2 separate regions of the Mus musculus genome follow, and region 1 is linked to region 2. A link is a contact called in public promoter capture Hi-C data. All regions are on one chromosome and are shown on one strand. The core of a region is the stretch at or near the end of the contact, and the rest is flanking DNA. Distances in the headings are between cores, read along the strand shown.

Evidence for each region. Promoter capture Hi-C pulls out the DNA fragments that hold promoters and counts their contacts.
Region 1: a promoter capture Hi-C map of liver shows a contact between it and region 2, with 4 times the contacts expected there. The contact joins the promoter of Ecsit here to the promoter of Ubl5 in region 2. A contact is called at or near these places in 1 of 39 promoter capture datasets (liver), 1 of 484 Hi-C or Micro-C datasets (B cells) and 2 of 9 other capture datasets (adipose tissue and liver).

What each region holds. Positions count from the first base shown.
Region 1 is chr9:22,081,250-22,087,995 of GRCm38.p6, forward strand. Ecsit (ECSIT signalling integrator) reads right to left here and starts at 4,178. Exons shown (of 9, transcript NM_001253897.1): 1 at 4,108-4,178; 2 at 2,774-2,959. Gm16845 (predicted gene, 16845) reads left to right here. Exons shown (of 3, transcript NR_040407.1): 3 at 3,694-4,882.
Region 2 is chr9:20,639,166-20,646,308 of GRCm38.p6, forward strand. It overlaps Ubl5 (ubiquitin-like 5), which reads left to right and starts at 4,171. Exons shown (of 5, transcript NM_025401.4): 1 at 4,171-5,728; 2 at 6,028-6,094; 3 at 6,241-6,324; 4 at 6,457-6,494. The coding sequence starts at 6,039. It overlaps Fbxl12 (F-box and leucine-rich repeat protein 12), which reads right to left and starts at 3,641. Exons shown (of 3, transcript NM_013911.3): 1 at 3,039-3,641; 2 at 2,859-2,931; 3 at 1-33. The coding sequence starts at 3,124.

The sequences.
Region 1 (6,746 bases), core at 2,928-5,427, 1.4 Mb after region 2:
CCCGGCTCCAAGTTTCCTTCTTAACCTTATCTGGACTCAGTGCTGGGTATGACACTTGCAGGGACAGCGCAGCCAGTGTGTTCTACACAGAGAGATGTTGTTTCTAACAAATAAATAGAGCAAGTGTTGGATTTTCTCAAATATTTTTCTGCATTGCCTGAAATAATCATGTAGTTTTAGGGTTTTTTTTCTATTGATATATACATAAATGTTCAGATATTAAACTAACCTTGCATTTTGAAGATAAATTCTCTTAGGATGATGTAGAATTCTTTTTGCATGTTTGCAAGCCCATTGCGAGAGAATTTTATAGTCATATTCAAGAGGCACTAGTGTGCAGTTTTCTCTCTTTCTTTCTTTCTTTCTTTCTTTCTTTCTTTCTTTCTTTCTTTCTTTTTTATGGTTTTAGAGCTTTATTGTAGAAGGGCAGAGAGAAAGAGAGATGGTTAAAGAAAGAGAGGGGCTGGCCATGGCCACGTGGAGAGAGGGAGAAGAGTGGGAGAGAAGGAGGGCTAGAGATGAGCGTAAGAAAGGAGAGAGCTTAAGAGATGTGTACAGTTTTCTTGGTATACCTGTTTGGTTTTGGTATTGGGGTATCTAGGCCACAGAGAACATGTTAGGAAGAGTTTGGATCGTTCTTGCCACCACTAAAACTTTGCAGAAGTGGGTGCTGTGGCATACACCTGTAAATCCCAGCACTGGGGTGGAAGCCTTGGGTCAGCCTTAGATACACAGCAATATGAAAAGTATGAAGCCAGCCTGGACTACATGCAAACCTGTCTCAAAAACAGGAAAAGAGCTGGGCAGGGGTGGTGCATGCCTTTAATCCCAGCACTTGGGAGGCAGAGGCAGGCGGATTTCTGAGTTCAAGGCCAGCCTGGTCTACAGAGTGAGTTCCAGGACAGCCAAGGGAACACAGAGAAACCCTGTCTTGAAAAACAACAACAACAAAAAAAAAAAATACAGGAAAAGAAAACAACACAACAAAACACCTTTGGGATGACACAATGGCTTTGCAGATAAAGGCAGTTGCTGCCATCCTGACAACCAGAATTCCATCCCTGCAATCAATCCAGGGTGGAAGGGGAGAACCGACCCCACAAGTCGTCCTCTGACCTCCACTCCTCCAGTGGCATGACAGGCACGGGCACACAGACGCAGAGTAAATAAGTGAAAACAAACAAACAAACAAACAACTTTCTCTAGTTGAGCCAGACATGGTAACACACACCTTTAATCCCAGCATTCAGGATGTAAAGACAGCCAGACCTTTGTGAGTGCCAAGTTCTTACATATGAGAACTTATTTAAGGAAAAAAACAACAACCCCTTTTCTAGTGTCTCCCATTTTGGCCCAAAATCTCCGCTCAGCTCCCTGCTTTCTTATCATTAAAGCTACACCTTAGCCATGTCTACGCACTGGCTCCTTCCTCAGCAACCTGATGGCTGCCCTAGTAATGCCTGTCCAGTGAGTTGGTGTGCGCAACTCTTTGAGGAAGCCAATGACTTCAAGATGTCAACTTTCTCCCAAGTATTAGATAGTGAAGTCCCCTTCCCCTCAGCCCTTGTTAACATCTTGGGTTTCTTCCTAGCATCCATGCCTATTTCTCAGCCAATCATGAGATGGCTTTCAGTGTCCACAGTGTCTGCAAAGCTGAGGATGCAGACAAATGCCCTGGGAGCACAAAGCCTGCAGATTCAGGCTTAGTGGAAATATGTCCGCCCTTCTGCAACTTTCAGGTGATAGCAACAGCTGCTGGTCTGAGGATATGCAATTGGACCGGACTCAGGCTGTGACTCGGTAATACAGACCTGGCCTAGACTCCTCCAGTGAGCTGCTGGCCCCCGTGAGCCTCTGCTAGGGGGCTAGGAGTGTGGCTCAGTAGTAGAGCCCCTGCCTAGAATGCCCCAGTTAGAGGCTGAGGGTGTGGCTCATGGTATGTACTTGCTTGGTATAGTTAGATGAAAAGAATCTAAAACCTTGCTTTGCAAATTGTGTTCCAGGACCTGTAAAATATTGGCTCTAACTGCATGAGAATCTGCATTGTAATGCCCATAGGTGGCTCCAACTTGTATCAGTGTCGTGAGTATTCATGCTCATGGTTCCCTGATGCGTTTGCCTCCTACAGAAGCACAACTCTGGTACAAAGCAGCCACCCCAAACTCCATTCAGGGAACACCAACTGACAGCACTTTTGTTTACAGTGCTTCTCTGGAGGTAGCCAGTAGCACCAGTGCTTACTCCAGCCACAACGTAGGAACCATCCAGCATTCACTGTGTCCCTATTCAATCCATCCGAGTTCTGAAGATGGCTTCCAAATCTATCCCTCTTGCAGGTCACCACAGCAGTCCGTGGTCTACTCTCCTGCATACGTTTTTGCCCTCTCTCTTCTGCCCTCCCAGTTACTTCCTTCCATTGCAAAGGAAAGCTTTTAACAACAGGAGCTAGGTGAGCTTGAAATGTGGCTCCATTGGTAAAAATGCTTGCCCTGAAAGTATGAGGACCAGGGCTTGAGCCCTACATACAAAGCGGCTTGCAATCTGAGCAGTCGGAGGAAGCAAAAAAGGGCAGGTCCCCGAGCTCGCTGCTAGCCAGCCTAGTCAGTGAGCTACATGTCCCACTGAAAGATCTGTCTCAGAGCACACGGTGGACAGCTCCTGAGGGACAACATCCAAGGTTGACATTTGTCCTTTGTACACGTGAACACATACTAACATACATCCCTGTACCCACATATGAACACATAAGATTGCTGGGTGGGATAGCACATACCTGTAATCTCAGCACTTGGGAGACCCCGGCTGGCAGACCTCTGAGTTTGAGGTGAGACGATCTATATAGGCATAGCAAGTTCCAGACCAGCCAGGACTACATAGGCAGGAAGATGGCCTCCAGAATCAAACCAGCTGGTGATAATTAGTAAGTCCCATGTCAGTCTGAGCTACAGTAAGGTCCTGTCTAAAATTTAAATAAATAAGAGTGGGGAGAGGAAATTTAGCTGAGAAAGGAACTTGCTGTTGGAACAAACAAAGCAAACCTAATGACCTGAGTTTAAACCCTGGAACCAACATAAGGTGTATGGATAAAACTCCAGAGCTGTCCTCTGACCTCCACCATGCACCAGTGCACATGTGCCCCACCTCCATACCATGGCTAAAATAAAAACTTCAAAGTAAATACACATCGGATGGAGTCCACCTGCTGTACCTCCCCTCTCTCTCATAACTCCAGCCACACTGTTTTGGTCTGATGCACCTCAGGCACGGGCTTTGAACTTTTTTTTTTTTTTTTTTTTTTTTGGTTTTTGAGACAGGGTTTCTCTGGCTGTCCTGGAACTCACTCTGTAGACCAGGCTGGCCTCGAACTCAGAAATCCGCCTGCCTCTGCCTCCCGAGTGCTGGGATTAAAGGCGTGTACCACCACGATTCTTTTACCCTCTGCCTACTACTTACTGTCTTGGTATATGCCTGTAATCCAGCACTCAGAAGGCTGGAGCAGGAGGATGTTCATGATGAATTCAAGGCCAACTTGGGGTACATAAAGAATCTTGTCGCAGGGAAAAACACATTGCTTGCAACAATCACTGTTTTGAATTATCTGTTATGTTTGTGGTTTGCTCAATTAGGAAATACTTTTTAAAATCTGTTTTTCTCATCTGATTTCTGTTTAAAATCTGGTTGTGTCTCCACTAGCTGGGCCAGTGCATGGTACATGGTAACTGCCCAACACCGACCAACGGAGTGGAACTAAGCAAGTTTCTACAAAACAGAGAGAAATCTGAACAGCCAGGTCGCGTGTGTGTATGCGTGTGGGCTGGCACGATTCCGGGTCTCTAAGAGGTCTCATTGGAAGGTTCCAATGCCTGCGTCACAGACAAGATGTGTGGCCCAAGTCCGCGGTCCCATCTGTGAAACGGACCGCCTGCAGCAAGAGGTGCCCAGCAACCTTTCCAGGCACGTTCCCAAGCCTGCACCCCAAAAGGTCACAGTGTCCCGACTCTGAGGCCGAGTTGAAGGTCATCCTCCCCGGCTCTACCAGGCCTGGAAGTGGACGCCCCGAATCCCAGACAGTCCCATAAACCTCCCACGCGCGACCCACCTACTCACGTGGCCAGCCGCAGACCCGAGCCGGCTCTGTGGGACCGCTGGACGCTGTCATGTTGAGCCACGGAGCTTCCGGTTACGAGTCGAAGGTGACAGCAAATCAGAAGAGCCTGTGACGATAGGTCCCGCCCTCAGGAAGAGATCCACCAATAGGAAGGGGGGAGACGCTGGTTTCTCCTCAGGAGCAGGCCCTGCCCCTCACTGAGCTCCAGAAGCCTGGAGACTTTGGATACCAGTACGGAGGCGCTGGAGCGGGTTCCCCGGCGTCCGTCCGGTCCAACTTTCTCCGCGGTGTGGTAAATTATTATTATTGTTACGGACTGGAAGCACCACATCCGGTTCGGAGCCCAGGGCGGCTTGCGTGCTAAGCAAGCACTCTACTGCTGTCAACTAAGCCGCAGCCCCAGTCCCGGAATGCATTTTTTTACTAAAGAGGTTTTTTCAGTTTGGTTGGTTGAGTTGTTTGAGTCAGGGTCTTGCAGTGGTGCTCAGCCTGTTCTCAAAACCCTGGATTCAAGAGATCCTCGGGGTTCAGCCTCCCGAATAGCTGGAACCTCAGCTGGGCAACACTGCCAACAGCTTTAACAGAATGTCAAGCTGTGTTTATTTTTACTGTGTGTTATGTGTGTAAGTCTATGTGAGCATGTTCGTGTGGGAGTCAGAGGGCAGCTTGGGGGATGTTCTTTCCATGTGGGTACTGGGGATGAAACCTGGGTCATCAGGCTTGGCTGCGAGCACTTTTAACGCCCTTTAATAAAAATGTTTGAAGTTTGAATTCATCTATGTGAAATGGCCATATAAGTACAACAAGGGCTACTGTGAAAAAGGACATGCATTCCTGACCCCCCTCTCTCCCTCCCCAACAGGGAGTCTAGATTGACTCTTTAGCCCACCCACACTGAGGGCTGCGAGGCCTATGGAGTGCATGTCTAGATGACTGGATCGCCGGGGAATTGTACGCATGTATAGAGGAGAGGGATTTTATACATGTATAAAATGATTGAATATAGGCTTTTATTGTTTTAAGTGCATTTTTAAACATTGTTGTATTTTGGGTGGCACATGTGGTGATAATTTACTAGAATCTATCCTTTGAGTCCCAGGGATTGAACTTGGGCCATCAGACTTGGCAGCACTTTACCCACAGAGCTGACCTGTCAACCCCATAAGTAATTATTTTTATTTATTTATTTATTTATTTATTTATTTTGTTTGTTTGTTTTTTCGAGACAGGGTTTCTCTGTATAGCCCTGCTGGCTGTCCTGGAACTCACTTTGTAGACCAGGGTGGCCTCGAACTCAGAAATCCGCCTGCCTCTGCCTCCCAAGTACTGGGATTAAAGGCGTGTGCCATCACCGCCCGGCAGTAATTATTTTTAAAACAAGGTCTTGTGTAGCCCAGACTAGCTTTGAGCTTGTGTGTAGCTGAATTTGATTTTGATCTGATCTTCCTGCCTCTCTTGTCCTGGGATTACGAGCCTGTACCACCATGCATTGTCTCTGTAGTGCCAGGGATACAGTCCAGAGCCTCTTACATTGTAGGCAGGTTCTCTACCAACTGAGGTGTAGCCCCAGTCCTTTTCTTTCGTCTAGACAGGGTCTTACTGTGCTGCTTGGCCTGGCTGACCTGGACCTCTTTATATAGACCTAGCTAGCCTTTGTTTATGGCTCTAGTTGGCAGTGTAAACCTGGGAGAGTGGAGCCTCAAAATGAGGCTGACTAAAGTCTCATGCTACAGCACATCAGGCAAGTTATACTCTGGGCATTAAGAAGCATCGCATGGGTAAGGTGTTCAATTGTAAGGGCACACGTGGCAAAAACATGTTTTCCCATAGAGGTAACATGAATAACAACAGCTGAAGCAAATGTACTGCTGTTCACTACCCCCTGGGGGAGTAGCACAGAAGCACATCCAAGAACAGTTCTGTGTTGTGAAAAAACTGAAGTCACAAGAGTCATGTCTGGTTTTCTTAAGAGCACCCAGAATTCTCACACAACTCCATCCTTGGACTGTGTTCCCACAGGCCTTGATTTCATGGAGATCTGCAGTGTAGTGTGTGCTGCTGCAGGAAGTGCTGCTCTAGACTTGGCCATAGATAAGCATCTTGTGCCACTGTGCTTGGCCACTACATTAACTATTTTTAGGTTATTAGGATACTAGCTGTATTAGTCAGGGTTCTCTAGAGTCTCAGAACTTATGTATGGGTAGTCTCTGTATAGTAAAGGAATTTGTTGATGACTTACAGTCTGCAGTCCAACTCCCAACAATGGTCTGCAGCAGCTGTAAATGGAAGTCCAAGGATCTAGCAGTTGCTCAGTCCCACAAGGCAAGCAGGCAAAGAAGATAGAGAGTAAATCTTCCTTCTTCCAATGTCCTTAAGTAGGTCTCCAGCAGAAGATGTAGCCCAGATTAAAGGTGTGTGCCATCACACACACACACACACACACACACACACACACACACACACACATGCACACATGACCTTGAACTCAGAGATCCCCTGTCTTAATCTTCTGGAATTCATAGCCACTATGCTTCAAGATCTCCCTGCCAAGATCCAGGTCAGAAACTTTTAACTCCCAGCCTCCAGATTAGGATCACAGGAGAGCCTTCCGATTCTAGATTGTAGTTCATTCCAGATA
Region 2 (7,143 bases), core at 2,921-5,420:
GCGCAGGAGGTGCCACATGACTTTCGGCCGCATCTGTAAGAGCCAGAGATTGGGGTGACTGAGAGAGAGCTACGGGGGCTCCCAGATGATCCATCTAGCTGGTGACAGACACGCCTGGGACCTGGGTTCTGGTGTCTCCCTGGGACTCTGCTCCTCTCTGAGCTTCATTTCCTAGAGCTAAACAGTTTCTTTTGCTGGGTATCAAGACTCATGCCTTAATCTCAGCCAGCACACAGGGAGGCTGAGGCAGGAGGATCCAGAGTTCTGGCCAGCCTGTCTAGTCAACTGGAAAGCTCCAAGTACAGTGGAAGACCCTGTCTCAAAAACAAACACAAGCAGTCGGAATTGTGGAGCACACCTTTGGGTTGGGTGGGGAACAGGACAGAAACATGAGGATCTCTCTTTAAATCCCAGAGTCTGGTCTACAAAGCAAATTTAGGCTATATAATGAGATCCTGTTTCAAACAAAAGAAAACAAATAATTTATAAGTACATACATGGGTACAAACCTGTGGAGTGTGTGCGATAGAGAGGCAGATGGGGGAGGGGTGACGAAGATACCCTGCACTGACGTGTGGCCTCTACATGCTCTTGTACACATATGCATCTGCACTCATGCATACTCATTCATGCACTTTAGGTGCATGCACACAAAAATAACTATGCAAGCAACAGTAGAGTGCATCTCATTGTATGTACATTTTACACAAAAGCAAGGAAAGAAAAGCTGGGTAGAACAAGTAATTCCTTGCTTATGTTGAGATGGAATCTAGGACCTCACTATATTAAGGACATGCTGTGAACTCAGCTGTACCTCAGTTCATAGCATACCCTTACTTTTGATGACACCAGGGAATCATGGGAGCCAGGATAACATTCTAACACAGAGTCACAGTTCTGGGCCTTTTCTGGATTTGTATTTCAAGGTAGAGCCTAGCTAAATTGCCCAGGCTGGACTTGAAGTTATGATCTTCCACCCTCAACCTCTGTAGTAACAAGCCTGTACTAGACCCAGTCTCATGGTACAAAAATTTTTGACCACTTTTTGACAGAGAAAATAAATCTCTTTTAAACATATTCTGTATAGTTGCTAGAGAAATGGCTAGCTCTTTTGAAAAGTGTCTTAATTTATGACTTTCTCTATTCTATTACTTTCGCTGGATGGAGTTAGTACAAACACTCCATTAGTCCCAGCACTTGAAGGCGGACACAGGCAGAACTCTTGAGTTCAAGGCCAGCCTGGTCTACAGATTGAGCTCCAGGACAGCCAGGGCTACACAGAGAAACCCTGTCTCAATAATAATAGTAAGAAGAAGAAGAAGAAGAAGAAGAAGGAGGAGGAGGAGGAGGAGGAGGAGGAGGAGGAGGAGGAAGAGGAGGAGGAGGAGGAGGAGGAGGAAGAGGAGGAGGAGGAGGAAGAGGAGAAGAAGTAGTAGTAGTAGTAAAATTTTTTCATGGAACTGTTACATTTAAACAGTAGTAGTAGTAGTAGTGGTAGTAGTAAAATTTTTTCATGGAACTGTTACATTTAAACACATATTTGAGAAAGCCTAACTGTATTCTCTGTACATGGTCACTCATATCTGGCTCCAGAGTAAATTCGTCTCCATTCTGAGGTAACAGTTATATTTTTGTATTGACAGATGCTGTCTCAAAACACCAAAAAACAGAGGTTGGGGGTGTGGCTGTATTAATGAAGCACTTGCCTGGCAAACGCAAACGTGGATTTTGTTCTCAGCACCACATCAACTATGTGATAGCACATACCTGTGATCCCAGCACTCAAGAGGAAAAGACCAAAAGGAGCAGAACCTTCTGCCATCCTTGGCTACACAGCCAGCTAGAAGCTAATTTTGGGATACATGAGACCCACCTCAAAACCAAAACAACAAAACTAGAAAACTGAAAAGCTATAAGCTTGCATTTATTAAATGCTGGAGACACACACTGGCCATACTGGCTAAGTTCTACAATACATCAGACATGAAACATGAAGGTACTTTTTTTTGTTTTTCCAGACAGGGTTTCTCTGTGTAGCCCTGGCTGTCCTGGAACTCACTCTGTAGACCAGGCTGGCCTCGAACTCAGAAATCTGCCTGCCTCTGCCTCCCAAGGGATGGGATTAAAGGCCTGCGCCACCACTGCCTGGCCTACAAGCATTATTTTTAATCCCCATATCTTAGATGAGAAACTGAGGTCTGAGCATTGAAGGGGAGGTAAAGGCTGGCACTAGGACAGGCAGAAAAATTCCAAGCACGAACTCACTTAAATACCAAACCAGCAGAGTATGGTGGTGCATACCCTTAGTCCCAGCACTGGAGAAGCAGAATTCCAGGTCAGCCAGGGCTACAGAGAAATTTTTCCTCGAGAAAACAAACAAACAAACAAACAAACAAAACCCAAACACTTCCTGGGCCTTCTCCTACAGCTGTAACTTCAGCACTCAGGAGGTTGTTGCAGGGGGTGGTTAGTTGGAAACCAGTACGTGACTCAGAGGTGTTCCTTCCTAGCATTCAAGAAACCTAAATTGCATTCCCAGTAGCACAGGAACCACACATGGGGCCCACGCTGCTAATCCCAATATTTAGAAGGTCGAGGTAGGTATCAAGCTCAGCCTCGGCTTCATAGGAAGCTGAAGTCAGCCTGGCCTAGAGGCCCTGTCTCAAAACAACCCCCTCAGCCCCCCAAGAAGCAACACCAACGAAAATCCAGAAAAATAAAAGCCTCAAGAAACTATCAAAAATAAATAAATAAAACAAACAGCAAACAAACACTAGAAAGCAAAATAAAGCAACCCCCACCCCCATGTCCCAGGGCAGGGGGTGGCTCTCCCCGCACCGCTCCCGGGTCCCGCATACCGTGTAGAGCGTCAGGTCGACGTGTCGCCATAGCCACCGGTCATCCACTAGCCTCTTCCAGCGGTGACAGACCCTGGAGGAGTGGACCGGCCGTTAGAACGACCCCGGCCCGCTAGGACCGGATCCGCATCTCCTGCCGAGCCCATGCCCGGCTCTTTCCCCCGAGGAGCGGGGCGGCACCTGGAGATGCGGATCCGGTCCCGGACAGGGAGGTAAGAGAAGATCTCCAAGAGCACCAAGTCTGGGAGGTCAAACAGAGTCGCCATGGTCCAGCTGTCGCACGCTTCCGTTTCCGGTGGCGGCGAGGCCGCGTTCCCTGGACAGCGCTGGGGTGGTCGGACTGGCCAAACCGGCGCGACTTTCAGAGGCCCGCCGAGAATCCCTACTTTTCTAGGAAAGTGCCCGAGGCCCCGGGACTGGACAGGCGCGGGCTGACGACCGTTTAGAGGTCAAGACTAGAGACTGACTAGGCCTGACTGGCTTGGCTAGCGGATGGAACTGGAAATAGGAAAACCTGGATGTGGCTTGGGAGAGGAGGGGGCACGAGGCGTGGCCAGGGCCAAGAGGAAGACGAACAGCAAACCCAGAAGGCTGGAGGTGACGAGTGCCTCGGGGGCGTGGCCATAAGGTGGAGCTAAGTATAAGCAGCAAACCCAAAAGGGGTCCGCAGACAACCCAGAAGGCGTGACTCTAGGAAAACCTGGATGTGGCTTGGTGGAGGAGGGGGCACGAGGCGTGGCCAGGGCCAAGAGGAAGGCTAACAGCAAATCCAGAAGGCTGAAGGTGAAGAATGCCTCGGGGGCGTGGCCATGAGGTGGAGCTAAGTATAAGCAGCAAACCCAAATGGGGTCAGCAGACAACCCAGAAGGCGTGACTCTGGCGAGGAGGGGGCTCAGGGCGTAGTCATAGCCGGGAGACGTGGCGAGCAGAGGCAGGTAGACCCCACGCAAGCTGGGATGAAGAAAGCAACACGCCTAGAAAGCGTGGCTCCGACGGGCGGGGAGTGGTCCTGAGGCGTGGCCAAGGGGCCCAGGGGCCAGGAGGCCCGGGGGCCCGGGGGCCCGGGGGCCTGGAGGCCAGTCAGAGGAAAAGCAGCAAACTCCCAAAGTGGGACTCTGGGAGAGAGGATAAAAGACAGAGACGAAGGGCAGCAGGCGTTGCAAACAAGGCCAAAGTACTAGCATTTGAAAAAGCGCCGCCGAGTGGAAGGGTGTGGCCAGCGGCAGAGGAGCTGATTGGAGGCCGTCCACAACAATGGGAAGGCGTGGCTTCAGTAGGAAGAGACAAGGGGCGCGTCTAGAGCTAAGCGACTAGTGGCGTGCGGAGGTTTGGCTTGTGCTGGAAAAGGCTTAGGGTTACTGCCAAGGCAGAGATCAGCCTGCGACCAGACCGTATGTATACCCAGGAGGCATGACTTGAGCAGGGAAAAGTTAACAGAGCAACAAACCCAGAAACCATGACTTGTGTGGGAAGGGGCTCAAGGACTAGGGATCCTAATTGCGCCTGAAGACTAAACTTGTAAAACCTAGCTTAGGCGGAACAAGGTCCGATATAGGGGATGGAATCAAGTTTGGAATGGCTGGGCGACAAAGGGACAGGCTGGGAGACTTATGACTGGAAGAATGGATAAGAGCAGCGACGGGGGCCCTAAAAGCATCGCTGGAGACAGAAACAAGAGCTAAACCAGGAACTGGGTGTGCAGCTCAGTGGGAGAGCCTTTGGCTGGTAAGCATGCTTAGCAGGCCCTAGGTTCGACCTCCAACACTAAAACAAATACCAAAACAAAACAAGAAAAACAAACCCCACCACTTTTCTTGTATGTATGCCAAGAGACTTAAAGCCTGAGAAGTTTTTTTTCGAGACGGAAACGAATCCGGTAAAGCCTGAGAAGTCTTTTCAGGACGGAAACGAGGCATTGGGGAGACTGGAACATATCTAAGCACTAAAGACACAGAACAGGACTTCATTCGAAACTGAAAGGTGTGACTGGGATGGGAGTGAGGGGCCAGCAGGACGGCCAAGCCAGGGAGGCGTGGCCACAGCCGCAATAGAAAGCAAGAATAATGCCTTTTGCTGCCTACGCATAAGGATTAAATTTTGTATAAGTCGTATTAGGTAAGCACAAGGCGCTGGGTAAGACTTTTCTTTTTCTTGAGTCAATATATGCTTACCTTGCTAAGAATCCTGTCTGCTAAGAAGAAATCGCTCAATAGAGGCAAAACTGGTTGAATTTAAGAAGGGATTCCTCTCCCACCAGCTCTCGCGATTCTTTAATCTGGAACAAGATTAAAGAATCAAAGCAAAAGCTCTTTCCCCGTATGCTATTTCCAACATCTTCGCAGGCAGGACACGGACACGCGGAGTGGTACGCAACATGCATGGCCTCTCAACCAGGATCCGACTTAGTTTTCATCAACTGCAGCCTGCACCCCTGGAGTCTCTGAAACGGTCACTACGACCAGGGGCGGGGAAGCAAGCACAGGGTTTGAGGCTGAGCTTTGAATGAAAGCAGAAAGCCACAGGCCCTGCATGACTCCATTTCGGCACACCTGCAGCCGGGATTCCGCGGTAGGAGGATTGTCTGGCTTGGGAGTAGTCGAGCACCCCGCCGCTGAGATCCTTTAGGTTTCTTCCATGATGAAGGAATCTCCAACACCAGTTCCAACGTCCGCTGTAAATCCATTCTTAGCAAGTCCCAGCTCATCCACACTGCGCAACAGAATCGCAAATCCTAGCCCGGAACCCGGAAGCACCTAAGGGCCGGTGGTTCCGTTATATCACTTCCGCTTCCTGTTTGCAGGCTTAACTCCGGCCGGGGTTCCTCGCTCGAGCTACGAGTTGTGTCGTCGATAGGTTCGAGGATATTGGAGGTGAGAAGGCTAAAATGAGAGGCCCGAGATCACGGGAAGCTGCCAAGACTTGGGAACCTAGGGGTTGCGGGAGGCAAAGCCGGGTGAGTCTGGGGCCCGGACTGCCGCAGTTAAGGGGCGGAGTCGCGACTGTCTGTAGTCCGGGCAATTGAAACTGTAGACTGGGGCTGCAGGGGATTGCATCTGGTGTTAGGGGAACTGTGACCAGAGAGCTCAACCTAGGAAGGGGCTTTAGGAACCTGGGCGACCCCGAAAGGCCTGACTCTGTTGCTTTTCATCCCTCCCTCCACCTGGTGTAGCTCCAGCCACAATGATTGAGGTGGTTTGCAACGACCGTCTCGGAAAGAAAGTCCGCGTTAAGTGCAAGTATCCACCGAGGGGTGACTGGCAGTGGCTCTGGGGCAGATGGTGGTGTTGGATGGTTTCAGTTAAATGACGCTTATGGGGAGGCCTGATTACGTCTTCCTCGGTCTACCTCTTCCTTTCATTTACCTTAACTCCTTCGTGCCCAGCACCGATGACACCATCGGCGACTTGAAGAAACTGATAGCTGCTCAAACTGGCACCCGCTGGAACAAGATCGTTCTTAAAAAGTGGTAAGTAAGTGCAGTATTAGGCTAGAAGGTTTCGGTTGGGGTGAGCACCTCAGGCAACCCCGAAGAGTACGCAGCTTGTTTTCAGAACAAAAGACACCCCACCCCTTATCAGCTTCTCTCTGAATCCCTTAGGTACACGATTTTTAAGGACCACGTGTCTCTGGGAGATTGTATCCTTTTCCTGAAGTTCATGAAAGAAGCCATGTATTTATTTATTTATTTATTTATTTATTTATTTATTGGTTTTTCGAGACAGGCTTTCTCTGTATAGCCCTGGCTGTCCTGGAACTCACTTTGTAGACCAGGCTGGCCTAGAACTCAGAAATCTGCCTGCCTCTGCCTCCCAAGTGCTGGGATTAAAGGCGTGCGCCACCACGCCCGGCAAGAAGCCATGTATTTATCTCGAGTTCTGGTTCTATACTGAAACCTGTACAGAAATTAAGCAAGAGGAATATTTAACTTAGAATGTACCCTGTTGTGACTACTGAGAAAATGGAAACTGTGGAATTATTTTGTTGGTGAACAGGGTGGTTGGTGAAATAGTTTAACTTGGCTTGGAAGGATTTTGATATTCAAGTTCAAAATATTAATTACTTAACGCCAACCTGACTGTTGGACAGAAGGTGAAGGTGGCATATGACTGTAGTTGAGGACAATATATATATATTTTTTTAATTTGAGGAGGGAGGGTCTGGATCTTTTGTCTGCAGTTATGTGTGCACCACATGCATGCCTGCTGCTGACAGAGACCAGGAGAAAGCTTCCAATTCCCTGGAGCCACCACGTGAGTCCTGGGACATAAAGCCAGGTCTCTGGAAG